Linked DNA regions of Mus musculus: region 2 is linked to region 1. A link is a contact called in public promoter capture Hi-C data. All regions are on one chromosome and are shown on one strand. The core of a region is the stretch at or near the end of the contact, and the rest is flanking DNA. Distances in the headings are between cores, read along the strand shown.

The links. Promoter capture Hi-C pulls out the DNA fragments that hold promoters and counts their contacts.
Region 2: a promoter capture Hi-C map of macrophages shows a contact between it and region 1, with 8 read pairs. The contact joins the promoter of Dusp23 here to the promoter of Slamf8 in region 1. A contact is called at or near these places in 2 of 39 promoter capture datasets (embryonic stem cells and macrophages), 3 of 484 Hi-C or Micro-C datasets (nephron progenitors and palatal mesenchyme), 3 of 115 datasets of contacts at active chromatin or transcription factors (embryonic stem cells and intestinal crypt epithelium) and 3 of 9 other capture datasets (adipose tissue, liver and pancreatic islet).

The regions. Positions count from the first base shown.
Region 1 is chr1:172,587,054-172,594,089 of GRCm38.p6, reverse strand. Slamf8 (SLAM family member 8) reads left to right here and starts at 3,522. Exons shown (of 5, transcript NM_029084.3): 1 at 3,522-3,691; 2 at 5,855-6,181. The coding sequence starts at 3,658.
Region 2 is chr1:172,629,323-172,636,358 of GRCm38.p6, reverse strand. Dusp23 (dual specificity phosphatase 23) reads left to right here and starts at 3,385. Exons shown (of 2, transcript NM_026725.2): 1 at 3,385-3,743; 2 at 4,533-5,590. The coding sequence starts at 3,477. The coding sequence ends at 4,718. It overlaps Gm35601 (a long non-coding RNA gene), which reads right to left and starts at 3,379. Exons shown (of 5, transcript XR_001779542.2): 1 at 3,218-3,379.

The DNA of each region.
Region 1 (7,036 bases), core at 2,273-4,772:
GCCCCCAAGGAACCCAGTGCCCCTAACCAGCAGAAAGTAGTCTAAAGAGGTCTATGCCTCCTTTTCCTTCTAACCTTCTTTCTCTCCTAGCTAGTGTTTGTGAGTTGGAATTGGGGTGGAATAAAGGTTGGAAGGAAGGTAGAGATTGAAGAACCTAATAAAGTGGCTTTAAAAATATCTCAAATTTGTGTGTGTGGGTGGTTGGGTGTGAGAGACAGAGACACAGGCACAGACAGGGAGACAGACCAAAACAGACAGAGAGAGAGAGAGAGACATAGACAAAGACAGACAGAGACAGAAAGAGAAAGATAGAGAGATTGAGTGAAAGAGATTGGATAACACACGATTATTGTTTTATATATGGCTACATGGCCATACAGTTTAGATGCAAGACAAAATGGAACCAAGAGGGTTGTGTGCCTCGGGATTCTTGGGATTCCTTTCAATTCCAGGCTGGTTTAGATTTGCCTAAGAAACAAGGTCTACATGTTTATTTAAATGAGCAGCTCTGTGCCCTTTGTGGCCTCAGTCTCCTCTGCACTATGGGAAGCAACAGCAGCTTGCAGGACCTTGGGCCCTCAGCATGTCTGCTTCTGCTTCTCGCTGCACACAGGGCTTCAGCAGAGAGTCAGTGGAGGAACTCCATCACTTCAGAAAACGGTCCTGGTCTACTCAGTGTCTGGAATCTTTTCCACACATGGAGCACATCAGTAGTGATGGTCACTTTTGTCATCAGGACCAGATTGCTGCCACCCAGTTTGTGAGCTCTGGCCTCATGGCATCATGCCTATGGATGCTCTATAAAAGTTTATTTGATGCCTTGGTCTGCAGGAGATGAGAAACCTGTAAGTGTTTGGTGAAGGATGAATGTATAAATGAGCCTCCGGTTCCTCTCTCTACCTCAATAAATCTCCATGGTGGCTTTGTTTGCTATACTATACAGCCTTCCTTCACATCTCTAGAAAGGTATCTCATTGCCTCAAAGGCAGAGAGGCCCTAAGATGAACATCCCACCAGCCCAGGCTCCTGCATCTACCATTCCCACCCACCCACCCAACCAACCCCCGTCCCCTGCATGTTCTTCCTTCTCTCCCACTCTGTACACCATAGCCCCCAGGCTCACTGAAGATATTGTCCCTTCTACCTCTTTATAAGCTAGAGCCAGGGTGAGGCAGGACAGGCAGAATGTGATTGAGTTGGAAGAGACCCTCTATGCCAGCACCATCTCAGGAGCTACCAGTAAGGGCTATCCAATGCACCCGTTCGCAAATGGTGACAGTGGATATTTCTAGGAAGTGGCTAAAGCAGTGCTCGCTCTCCCAAGTTCTTCTGCCTCAGGCCCAGTCTTCCCGACATTCCACAGCTGCCCAAGAAGGCTGAGCAGGGAGGGGCCACTGGAGCCCAGCAGCAAGGCGTCCGCTGACAGATCTCACAGGTATGCCATTACAACGTATTGAAAAGGAACATTTCAAGCCTGGCTAAGTGATCTACTAGCAATCCGCAGAGCAGCAACCCACCTGCTAGCTTAGCAAAGGTGCCTGGGGAACTGAACAGAGCTGGGGCTGTGCAGGCAGGAAGGGCCAGAGGAAGCCGGTACCAGGCAGAGGAAGCCAATCAGACATTTCAGAGGTATAGGCCTGCTAGGACTGAGAATGCTGGAGCTTTAACTCAGGTGACAGCGTTTGCCTCACATGTGGAAAACCTATGTATGGTTCCATCCCCTGGTGCCCCAGGAACTGGAAGCGGTGGGGCTTGCCTGTAATCTCTGCAGCTAGGAGGTAGAGGGTTAAAAGTTCAAGGTCAGCCGGGCGTGGTAGCACACACGCCTTTAATCCCAGCACTCAGGAGGCAGAGGCAGGCGGATTTCTGAGTTCGAGGCCAGCCTGGTCTACAAAGTGAGTTCCAGGACAGCCAGGGCTATACAGAGAAACCCTGTCTCGAAAAAACAAAAAGAAAAGGAAGTCCAAGGTCGTCTATAATCAGTGAGTCCAAGGCCAGTCTGTAACATACAAGACCCTGTAAACATAATAAATAAATAAATAAATAAATAAATAAATAAATAAATAAATAAATAAATAAATATTGATCTTCTGGTTAACTGATTTTAATTTTTTAATTTGTGTGTGTGTGTGTGTGTGTGTGTGTGTGTGTGTGTGTGTGTGTGTGTGTGTCTTTTAGAAACCTGTCTAGTAGGAAGAATTCCAGTCTACTTTGGTCTGGTCAGGATCTCAGGCCCCAGTGGTCTCCTTCAAGTTTGAATGAGCAGTAGTGTTCTGACAGTCTTCTTCAGACCCTGCTGTACATTTCCCCTCTGAACTACACGTAGAGGCTCCCCATTCATTCCCCAGGAAAATGCTGGTCCTTTCCCTTCTCTCTTGGTTCCTCAGGAGCAGCATGAATGCTTTCTCTTCCTCCACAGCCAGTGTTACCATGGTGCCCATTTCACTCACAAACTAGATACTATACAGGACAACACACAATGATCCAAACTCAGGACATTAGGCATCTTTCTCAAGGGCAGCATCTTAAAATGACTTCTCTGCTGGGGATAGGGATACAAGTTGGTAGAACATTCCAGAAGCCTTTCATTCTCTCTCTATTACTGAGGGAAGAGGGGAAAAAAGAAGCTATAAATAAAAGCGCAGAATAAGAGTGAGGAGGGGACAGCCCATGCTCTCTGCCCCTCTATGACCCCTGGGACCCCAAGAGAGTGCCTACCATTAACGTGGCTTTTAATTCTTCTTCCACAGATACTTCCAATGGGGTGACAAGAAGATCAGCTCTGAGAATGGTCCTCAGCCTTACATAAAAGCAAAAGGGCTAGCCACGTCTGATAGTTGTCCAATCACTTAATGACTATTTATTAAACAGTGTGTCCAGCACAGAAACAAATACGAATGTTGCTATTAAACGGCCTAGAGAAACTGTGTGGCTATGACCAGCAACATGCAGAGGATACAAGGAAGAGTAAGAATACATGGGTACAAAGTATTTCTCACTCTGCTTGTAGGCAGGGAGCCTTGAAGGACAGCCTGGTGGGCAAGGTATGCCTGCTAGGAAAGCCAATCCAATGTGTGCAGATGTCAAATGGGGTGGTTCTAAAAAGAGGTAGTCTGGCTGGGATGGCCAAAGAGGAGAGCAGATGTGGGCAGCCAGTCTGTAGAAGCTGAAAAGCCTCCCATGCTAAGCTCAGTATTTTGTCTTTATCCAGAGGGCAGCAGGAGAGTTTCAAAGACTTTTAAGCAGAGGGGAAGTGCATAGATGAAAATTGAAGCTCAGAAGGCTCTCTGTGACAATGATGGTGATTAGGCCCATCCATGAGCAGGGCTGGATGCAGAAAGGCCTGGTGACCATGTGTAAGAAGCACGTGTGCCATGTGGGTGTGCTTGTCACCATGCTCTGACTGCCATGTGCACAGAAAGGAGGCTGACTTACAAGAACCGGCTCCTGAGAACCCAGTGAGGCTCAGCTGGGCCTGCAGCCAACTTCCACTTTACCCGGGATGCTTTCGCTTTCAAGACATCTTGTTTTGAGTCAAGATTCCTCCTTCTGAACATGGGACTTTCCAGCAGGACCACAGCTCCTTCCGTGCACTCGTCTGGCCTAGGATGGATATCCTAGTTTGCTGAGGGAATCTTCCAAGGGAGGACAACGGCCATGTGGTCCCTCTGGAGTCTTCTTCTCTTTGAAGGTAAGTGGGGCAGATGGACAACCTGTCCTCGGGGAGCTGAAAGCCTCTCCCCAGCTGCCTTCATCCTACTGCTAGGCAGCTTGCCTCTCCAAACCAAGTAAGAATCAAGGAGAGAAGGAGAAGTGAGGTGTGGAGCAAGCTCAAGTGGTGTCTTAGACAAAATAGGGTAGCGTTACCAGTGGCATCTGTATCCAGGAGACACCACCCGTTCCAGGGCCCAGAGCAGCTTGAAATGATGGCAGTTTTGAGAGAAAGTTGGGTGCTAGGGTGATGGGGATCTGGCACTACTGACACATGGGGATCCTCCAGTCCAGGGAAAGAGAGGAGGGTAAGGCAGAGGAGAGTTCCCTAAGGAGTGTTTCGGCAGCTTGTAAGGATGCTGAGGTCACTCTCTGTATCCTGTACAAGAAGAGATGGACATTGAATGAAGAAATGAGGTGACAGCAGGTTAAATGTGGTCCCAGTGGGCATGAGGATAGCTGATAGCAAACTGGTGTTGGAGTCTCCAAACACGAGCTGACTCCCTCCATCACTCTGATGGCTGAGTTTCCCTCTTTGATCAACAAATAGGCAACATGACACGGAGTTCATGGATCCCCATACTCAGAGCCAGGATACGGCAGAACCTCAGACTTAAGGGGCATCCAGTGTTAACACTGAATCTGTGTCCTTCAGAATAAAGATGGCTAGGCCCAGAGAGGTTAAAGATATAGATGAGGACTAGAGTTGTGATCAGCAGATCTCTTGATCCCAGCTTCTGGCACTTGGATACATGATGTATCAACCCTTACGGTGCCCTGCATCCTGAAGCCTCCTTCTGTACCAGGCTCGGGGTCAATCCTCAGCAAATTCAGTGCAGTGTACTGAGCTCCTGCAGTCTAATATTAAACTGAGGGGAAGGGGAGAACTGCACGTATAAAGATAAAGACGTTTGCTCTTAGCCTGAAAGAGTTCATGTCTGGAGGGGGATCCTGATTCAGAGACAGACACTACTAATAGTACAGGGTGCTGATTTCTGGTCACTGTAGGAAAACAGAAAGAATGTAACCTTGCAGTGAGCTAGGGAAGAGGTTAGAGGTGATGGTGATGCTTACAGAATAAGCACACACAAATAAGGCAGAAAAGGAGTCAAGAGGGCAGCTCAAACAGGATTGTCTTCCTCATAGTTCAAGCTCAAAACAGTCCTTTGAACATCGCACCTTGCTATCTCACCTCCTGTTTGTCTCTTTCCCTGTTTTAGATCACAAATAATGATAGGCAATGGGTCCCAAAACCTGGGAGCACCCTTTGAGTCCTCCCGCTTCACTCTCAAACCAAATCTAATACTAGAGTTTGCTAACTACATACAGTATTACTCTTTCTGGCTCCCCATCCCCGGTGGTTCCATTCCTTTGTTTAAGTTTCCACCTTTATCTTGCATTGGAAAAAAAAAAAAAAAAAAAAAAAAACACAGCCTCAACCTTTCTGCCACCTCCAGTGCGATCTCCGTGCCTCCGTGCCTCTTCGTCGTGCATTTCATCATGCCACTTCCTCGCTCAAAACCTACCTGCAACAGCACGCACGCTCGCGCATGCGCACACCATTGTTCGAAGGATTAAAAAGCTCAGAAACTAGGGCTCCTTCATGGTACAGTGAGGTCCCAGGAACTTTTGGTGTCCTTCTCTCCTTACTTCTCCTTGGCAGAACCACTTTCATTTCCTCATGCCCCCCACCCCCCCACCCCACCCCCCGTCTAAGCCTCCACCCCTCACCCCACCCCCTCCACCCCCGTGCTGTCCCCTCTGCCTGTAGTGCTTCTCCATCCCCATCCCAGTAGCCACTGCTTGTCTAGCCAATTCCTACTCCTACTTTAGGATGCTTCTTCTCTGAGGCAGCTCCAGGCTGGGTGAGGACCCCTATTAACCTACTGTTGAGACACTTTTTCTCACTATGATACTTAATTTGTTTTAGAGGCTGGCTTGAGGTCTGGTTTCTCCATGAACAGAGACCAGATTCTCTTCCTGTTTTGTTCCTCCATCCATGGGATACTCTACTACACCCTCAGTGCAACTGCTGTGTGGTGGAGGGCCCTATTTCAATTCTGAGCCACTCAGCCGTTTGGTTTGCCGGGAGTGGGGCGAGACACCTACATAGGCAGACTAACCAGGGTTTTTGTTCTCACAGCTCTCCTTCCCGTTGTGGTTGTCAGTGTCCAAGTGCTAAGCAAGGTAGGGGACTCAGAGCTGCTGGTGGCCGAGTGTCCTCCGGGCTTCCAAGTGCGTGAGGCTATCTGGCGATCTCTGTGGCCATCGGAGGAGCTCCTGGCCACATTTTTCCGAGGTTCCTTGGAGACTCTGTACCACTCTCGTTTCCTGGGCCGAGTCCAGCTATATGACAACCTCAGCCTGGAGCTTGGACCCCTGAAACCTGGAGACAGCGGCAATTTCTCTGTGCTGATGGTGGATACAAGGGGTCAAACCTGGACCCAGACCCTGTATCTCAAGGTGTACGGTAAGTGTGCCCAATACTGGTTCCCTGACTCCTCCTGCAAACTACCGAGCAAGCATCTGGAGCCATGGGAGCTGGGGAGGACAAGGTTCCAGAAAGACCTGGCCTTTGACCACGTTGCTAAGTCAGGGAACAGCTGCTCCCCAGAAGTCACATCTAAAAAAAGCTCCCCACACACTTCCCAGGTGAGCACCTCTCAAAGCAGCTGGCTTCACCAACGTACCAACCTCATCTGTATCCATTCATTCTTTTGTTGGCTCATCAGGCTGGGAAATGATGCTTAGCCTCCGACCTTCCCCTTTCCCCCCACCCCAGTTGTACACTGAGCCTTATAATAAGGACCATGCCCAGTACCCGTAAGGATAAAGCACGGTGGACTATAGAACAGAGCATTGGCCTGTCTATTCATTATAAGGTATCATCTTAGATTGTAAGTGATACTGTTTTGTATTTGCCGCTAAAAAGGAAAAGAATGTGGCACGTGACATAATTAGTTTTTATTTACAAGTTAACTCAACTTAAACTATAATTAATTAGGGAATTTTGTTTTGTTTCGTCTTGGTTTCTGTTATTCTAAAGTTCGTGCTAAAGATTCAAGCCAGAGCCTTGTACACTTAGAAAAATTCTACCCGGGATCTAGAATTCCCACAGCCTTATTTTTCTTAAAAGATCTTTTAGCTGATATGGTTGACACATGCCTGTAATTCTAGCACTCGGGAGTCTGAGGCAGGAAGATTGCTTCGGGTTCAAAGCCAACCTGAGCTACATTACTTGAGAGCTAATAATAGTCACTGTTTTTATTTCTTAGGGTTCGTGGGGTGGGCTGTGCTCCACTAAACCGGCATCCCTTGTGCAGCT
Region 2 (7,036 bases), core at 2,136-4,635, 42 kb before region 1:
AACATCTTGTGGTTCCAGCCCCAGCTTCGCCTCCCCACCCCGCCCCCACCGACTTCTTTCATGCTTGTTAGTTTTATTGCACAATTAGCTTTTGACTGTATATTATCTGATTGTCAGATATTGGCAATGGCTTTGATGAGAGGCTTAGTACTTTATTACATATTCTGAGAATAATTATATCTGTGTCTAAATCCCCCCAAGTATGTCAAAAATTCCTCAAAATTGAGGAAGTTACCCAAATCTTCTTGTTCCCCCAAAACATGTCCCACACACATACCCACATACACACATATGCACATACTATCTATCAATACAGATGCACGCAGTAGAGATTGTCCCCAATAAAGACCAAGAAACCTGCTCCCTTTATGAAAATAGTAATTAGACAGAATCACTTCCTTAAAAGGAGAGACACGAAAGGGGGAGGCTGCAGGAGGGAGATGTGAGGGTAACATAGGGACAAATATAATTACAATACTCTGTATGAAACTGGGTTTTTTTTGTAATTTAAGCCTTTCAGAAAAATAAAAGCATAAATTCAACAAATAAACAGTCTAGGATAATGTTCCTTATCTATTTTAATTGGAGGTTGTGTGTGAGTACACACATGTAAAAATTCACTGGGGTGTGTATTTGTTTCGTGTTTTAGTGTGTGAATTAAATTACAGTAAAAAAATGAAGTTTTAAAAGAAGTTACACATAATATTCAACACAGTCCCCATGCAACTGAAGAATCCACAGACACCCTGGAGACTCCCAGTGTCTTGAAGTACGTCTTGCCAATGCATTCTCTTTATTTTTTCAGTCCATTTACTTAACACTTTTGAACACTATGTCCAGACGCTGGTAAAAATAAAAGATTCAACAAATCAGTCTTAGTTCCAACAAAAACAGGAAACTCTGGCTCAACAAAGCAACTTCCACAGTGGGAAGATCAGAGTACACAGAGCCTAAACCCTCCTGAGGCCCAGATAGCCCTAAACAGACAAGAAAGATCCTGTAGATAATGTGTAAGAGACTGCCGAGGTTGCAGGAAGCCTCGCCAGGAGCCCAGCAGTGGCTTTTCTTACAGAAACCCTCAGCTGAGACAGAAAATTAAAGGAGACACCTGCAATGGGACACAGCTCAGACATGGACCCTGAGCCCTTCTCTCTCTAGAAGATGAAGGATGAGCAGACAAGGGAGAGCAAGTCTTCACTCGGAGCTAACTGGCCTTTCCACAGGCAAGCCTGCGTAGGAGGGAGGATGATGGACGACCTTTCAGCCTCAGAGACCCACAGGAGAGAGGACACACTGAGAGCAGCCTAGGGGCTCATTAGAGAAGAGAGTCTGCCTCCCACTGGAGAAGACAGGCTTGGAGCTGGATAGGAAGGAGATAAGAGACGTGCACGGAAGGGCGAGGAGAGACGTGGAAAGTTCTTCCCTGACACGTGGAAGGTAGACAGAGAAAGCAGAGAACCCAAGAAGTGATCTGCCCACACGGACAGTTCCTGGAAATGTTACTTCCAGACACAGCTGTCTGCCGTCAAGGTTCGTTCCCACTGAGCCAGAGCAGGCAATCCACCTCGGAAAGGAGAAATCCTTCCATTTTGCTGATGCCGTGGACAGCCCTCCCGCTGCCCGGTTGCTGAAACAATGGACTCCACGATCCTGGAATTTCCCCCGAGAGCCTCACGCAGGAGAAGGGAAAGACTGGGAGCCTGGTGTTTGAGAGATGGGGAACTTGTCTCCTTGTATGAGAGACGAAAGCAGAGGCTAGGGTGAAGGGGGGCATGGAGAACCACACCTTGACCAGGAACACTCAGTTATACATAACTCTTACCTTCTACCTAAGCCTAATCCTCATACCAGGACCCTAAAGATAGACTTGGGTGGTAGGGACTGGACCTCCTTGTTTCTCTCACTAATGTAGCACACTGAATAAACCACCTCCCGCTTTCACTAGCAGGTTTATTTAATTGGCCCATTGAAGAGACAAGTAGCCCATCTTGGCTTGTTATGGCTCCCAAGGCCCAGATTTTCACCCTAATGACCAGCAACCAAGGGAGGGTAGGATGTCTTCATACCCAGGTCTTGTGGGCTTAGGTCAGTATGTCCCTAGGCCCCCGGTTAAGAAAATACCCAGGGTTTTAAACACAAAATGTTTGGAAGAATGTGAAGATGGCTGTGTAACACTGTCATTTCCTGGATGACTGTAGGAAAGTGTGCCATTAAAAGATTCTGGAGAGGGGGACAGAACAATGGCTCAGCAGTTAAGAGCACTGGCTGCTCTTCCAGAGGTTCCATCCCCAGCACCTACACGGCAGCTCACAGCTGTCTGTAACTCCAGCTCCGGGAGTCCTGACACCTTCACACAGATACACATGCAAGCAAAACACCAATGTACATAAAATAAAAATAATAATAATTTTTAAAACAAGATTTCGGAGCTGGAGAGATGGCTCAGCAGTTAAGAGTACTGACTGCTCTTCCGGAGGTCCTGAGTTCAAATTTGAGCAACTACAAGTTGGCTCACAACCAGCTGTAATGGGATCCGATGCCCTCTTCTGGTGTGTCTAAAGACAGCTACAGGGCACTCATATACATAAGATAAACATTTTTTTAAAAGAGAGAGAGATTCTGGAGAATGGTATCTTCCTTAGCTTCCTCGGTGCCTCAGTTTTCTCATCTCTAAAATGGGGTTACTGTGATCACCTACCTTATGGCGATTAATTAACATATATAAAAAGTATTTGCACAAGTACCTAACACAAAGCAAAAGCTTAAATGTTGTTAACCCTTATGTTGTTGATAGTGGTTACTATATTACCCTGAGTACCATTTCCAGTGCCACATATTTCCCCACCCCCCATCCTTTAACTACTGTCGGCAGTAGAAAAATAAAACTTTCTATTGTCTGGGACATAGTAGTTCCCTCTTACTTCAAGAACTCAAGAAGACAGCAACCATGACTGCTTGGTCATTGAAGAGATTACCTACTCACACCCGCGCCCAGGCAGAAGTAGATTTTTCTATCACTATTTAAACCCCTTGTATAAAAACTATGAAGAGACCAGGCCGTTAGGCGGCTGGCCCACGATGCAGTAGCTCCAACGCACCACCAGGGAGCAGCAGAGCCCAGCCCTGGGCTGTTTTCTCTACAGGAGCAATTAATTGGTTCCAGGCTTCCTTAGTGCCTTCACTCCCCGCTGCAATAATCACGCTTGTTGTTGATTACCCAGCCTATCAACGAGTGCCCTGCTCGCGTCCGTTGGGCTGTAGGGTTTCTCTGCCTGCCTTGGAGCCGTCTTAGCCCCGCCCCCGCTGTTCAGCCAACCCTGGGTGGGGAGGAGCGTCACGGGGGAGGGTCCAAGAGACTACGTGGCCCGCTAGGGCAAGTGCTGAGCGGGGACGGAATCCAGCCCCAGAGGGGGGGTGACCCAATCTCCCGGCAGAGTAGGAAAGGCCAGCCTCGCCCTGAGTAAACTCCCCCCACGATGGGCGTGCAACCCCCCAACTTCTCCTGGGTGCTTCCGGGACGGCTGGCCGGACTGGCGTTGCCCCGGCTGCCCGCGCACTACCAGTTCCTGCTGGACCAGGGTGTGCGGCACCTGGTGTCCCTGACGGAGCGCGGACCCCCTCACAGTGACAGCTGTCCCGGCCTCACGCTGCACCGAATGCGCATCCCTGACTTTTGCCCGCCGTCCCCGGAACAGATCGACCAATTTGTGAAGATCGTGGACGAGGCCAATGCCCGGGGAGAGGTCAGCACGCTCGTGAGCCAGAGCGAGAGGGCGGGGCCTGGAAGGAAATGAGTGGGCGGGGCCGGAGCTGGAGTCCGAAAAGAGTGGGAGAGCCTGGGGTTGGGGGCGGGGGTGACAGGGCTAAGTGGGGTGGGAGCTAGATGGACCCACTCCCTGACTAAAGTCAACTATGCTGCTAGGAGAGGTGGTGCCAAGTAGGCTGGAGAGAGAGTACTGTCAAGTGAAATCCTTCCAGGAGTCCAGGGAGCGCCTATGTCAGACGGAATCAGTTCAAAGCCCTTTTACTAGAGGTCCAAATGTCATAGAGACACACTTGTAATTTTAAATTTTACTAGCAGCTACGTTTTAAAAAAAAAACAAAAACAAAAAACGAAAAAGATGAAAAAGAAGCAGGTGAAGTTAATTTTGTACTAATCCAATAAGTCAAAAATATTATTTCAACATAGAATCAATATGAAACAAATTATTAATGAGGCATGTCCAGTCTTTTTCATGCCGCATCTTCAGGGCCTGGTAAGTATTTTGCACCTCAGCTCAGTTTGGACTGACACATTTCAGGAAAAATAGCACCACAAGTGGCTGGATGTACTATACAAGACAGCACAGGATAGAGGCCAGGCGATGTAGGCTGAGAGCCCAAGTTGGAACCAGCCATTCCAGAGGCCTCCTAGTCACCTGTCCTCCCACAGCTTTGATGTCACTTCTTGGAGAGCCTGTGATGTGTGGGGTGAGGACAGGGGAGTATTGGGGAGGGCATTGGACTCTACTCCATCAGTCTCCACTTCACAGGCTGTTGGAGTGCACTGTGCCCTAGGCTTTGGCCGCACTGGCACCATGCTAGCCTGCTACTTGGTGAAGGAGCGGGCTTTGGCCGCAGGAGATGCCATTGCTGAGATCCGGCGCCTGCGACCAGGATCCATTGAGACGTATGAACAGGAGAAGGCCGTCTTCCAGTTCTACCAGCGAACAAAATGAGGACTTCAACAGCCCGCCTTTCCCCCTCCCCAACTCCTGCGGCCAGGGAGGAAGGGGAGTGAACTAAAGTACTGCATCCTTCAGGTCCCTCTGACTCCTATTGGACAAAAGTAGTCCTTCCCCAAAGCCATAACGTGGCCGGCAGGATGGCCGAGACCCCACAAAAATGAGGTAATAACTGATAAGAACTCATCACCGCTGCATAGCATGTACACAGCACTCCCAATACATCTGGGTGGTTGAAAAGACAAAAAAAAAAAAAACAAAAAAAAAAAAAAAAAAACCACTTCTGTTCTTTGGATGAGGTGTCTAGAGTTCAGAAAGGCCTCCGGTCACAGTTCTGGGAAACAGAAGGATAGGCCAGGACTCCAGCACACACCTTTGTCATCCTGAGGATGATGGGATTCTAAGTGCTGTTCCCTGACATGTGATAGAGGAGAACTGGTCAGTGAAGGAGACCCATGTCCCTGGCCACATGGCCTCCAAGCAGCCTCAGGCCGCTGCACTCCTACACCAGCAGTGCCCCCTTGACATCACCCCTTATGTAGGGTCATCCGTCCTACCTGAGCCACCTTTGTTCTCTCAGGGTACAGAAGACCTGCATATCGTGCTACAGATGAGGTCTCTCTCTGTCTTATCTGTTTCTCTCTTGGTCTCCCCCTCCCACTCTCCCTCTTAATCTCCCTCTCTCCCTCCCCCTTCCTCCCCCCACCAGGGCTGGCCACCTCTTACCAGCCTCAGGTGACTCAGCTCATCTGTCACCTCCAACCCCTATGTCGTCCCCAGCCTCAGACCAACGAATGCTGAAACTGTGTCTTGGTGGTTTTAGAGTGGATATTAAGTGATCAAATAAATAACTCTGGGACTATGAATCTTGGCCATGTTTCTCAGGTGTTATCTTCACGTCTCCCCTGTTGGACTCCACCCAGCCGCAAGCGCCACACTTTAGACTTTCTGAGAGATGAGATAAGTGTCATTCATGAGCCCAGTGGACTCTTCCATAATGGCAGTCTGAATCCATGCCCTATCTTCCATAATAGGCTGAACTGAGTAAGGGAGACTCTGCGTGTCTGTGTGAACCAGGTGCTGTTAGAGATGGAACCAACTCAGCAAAAAGAAAAGCCATGATTCCTATTCTCAGGAGCCCTGCCTTCTGGAGAAGGGTAATGACATTCTCTTCACACTCGATGGACACTAAAGGCTACCTCAACTATCCCAGATGCAGGACAGTCAAGAGTTCCCCTACAGCCTCCATCTCTCCTATCAAAGACCAGAGCTAGGCCTACACCAGCCCCTCCCCTGTACTTCATTCCATCTTCCCTGTGCCCCTAACTCAACATTATCCAGCTCACTCTTACACAAAAGGCTTTTTAAGCAAGAAATATAAGAGCCCTCATTTGAAATCCTTTTTCTGTTTCATCTGGAGGGCCCATTCCTTAACTGTCTCCTTGGATCCTCTCTGACCCACCCAGGGGGATATATCGGCCAAAGAGAAGAAACTCCAAGGTCCCAGGCATTTAGGCTTCAAGGATGGGAAAAGGACAAAGGACGGACACACCATCCACCTTGCCCCTCCCACTTCTGCCCCATGATTCAAACCAGACCATCTCCCGCGGGAGTGTGTATGTCTGTGTTTTCCTGAGGAGGGCATAACCCAGAGAGAGGAAAAGGCCTGTTTCCTTGACTCTTTTCTTTCACTGCCAGAATTTACCCACACAGAAGGAGGTGAGGGGCTGTGCCCTCCCCTTGCCAGTATTGCTCGACTGTGCTATGTGACCCATCCTCGCCCTTTCTGCTGTCTGTTCCTCCGCGTGTCCTCCGCACTGCCAGAGCGGAATCTGCTCTTACCTTCCTCCCAAGGCTCCTTTGAAGGAGACAGAAAATTTTTCTAACCCCATTAAAGCCCTGTGTGCTGTTCCCTCCCCATAATTTAAGCAGGTCTCCTCTGCCTCAAGAGTTCCTTAGGGAAATAAACATATAATTATGTGCTTAAGGAAATCGCTTTTAAATAAGTAAGAGTTGACTTCAAATGAAAAACTCTGCCCTTCTCCTTCTCTCTACCTTGAGAGGTTAGCCTGAAGCTCTGTGTGTGCTCATTTATGGCCCCCAGACCTTTTGCCTTCCCATCACACTTCCTTCTGTATTTGCCTACCAACAGAAGGGCACTCATTAGCGATGGCCCATCCCCATTACATCCGACGCTGGTGCCAGGAGCACTCCTCCTCCATCTGAGAAGCATCCTGACATTTGCATCAGACCAGGGCTTCTCATTCTTAGCACTCTTGATATTTTGAACTGGGGCTGGATGATCGGGGGTC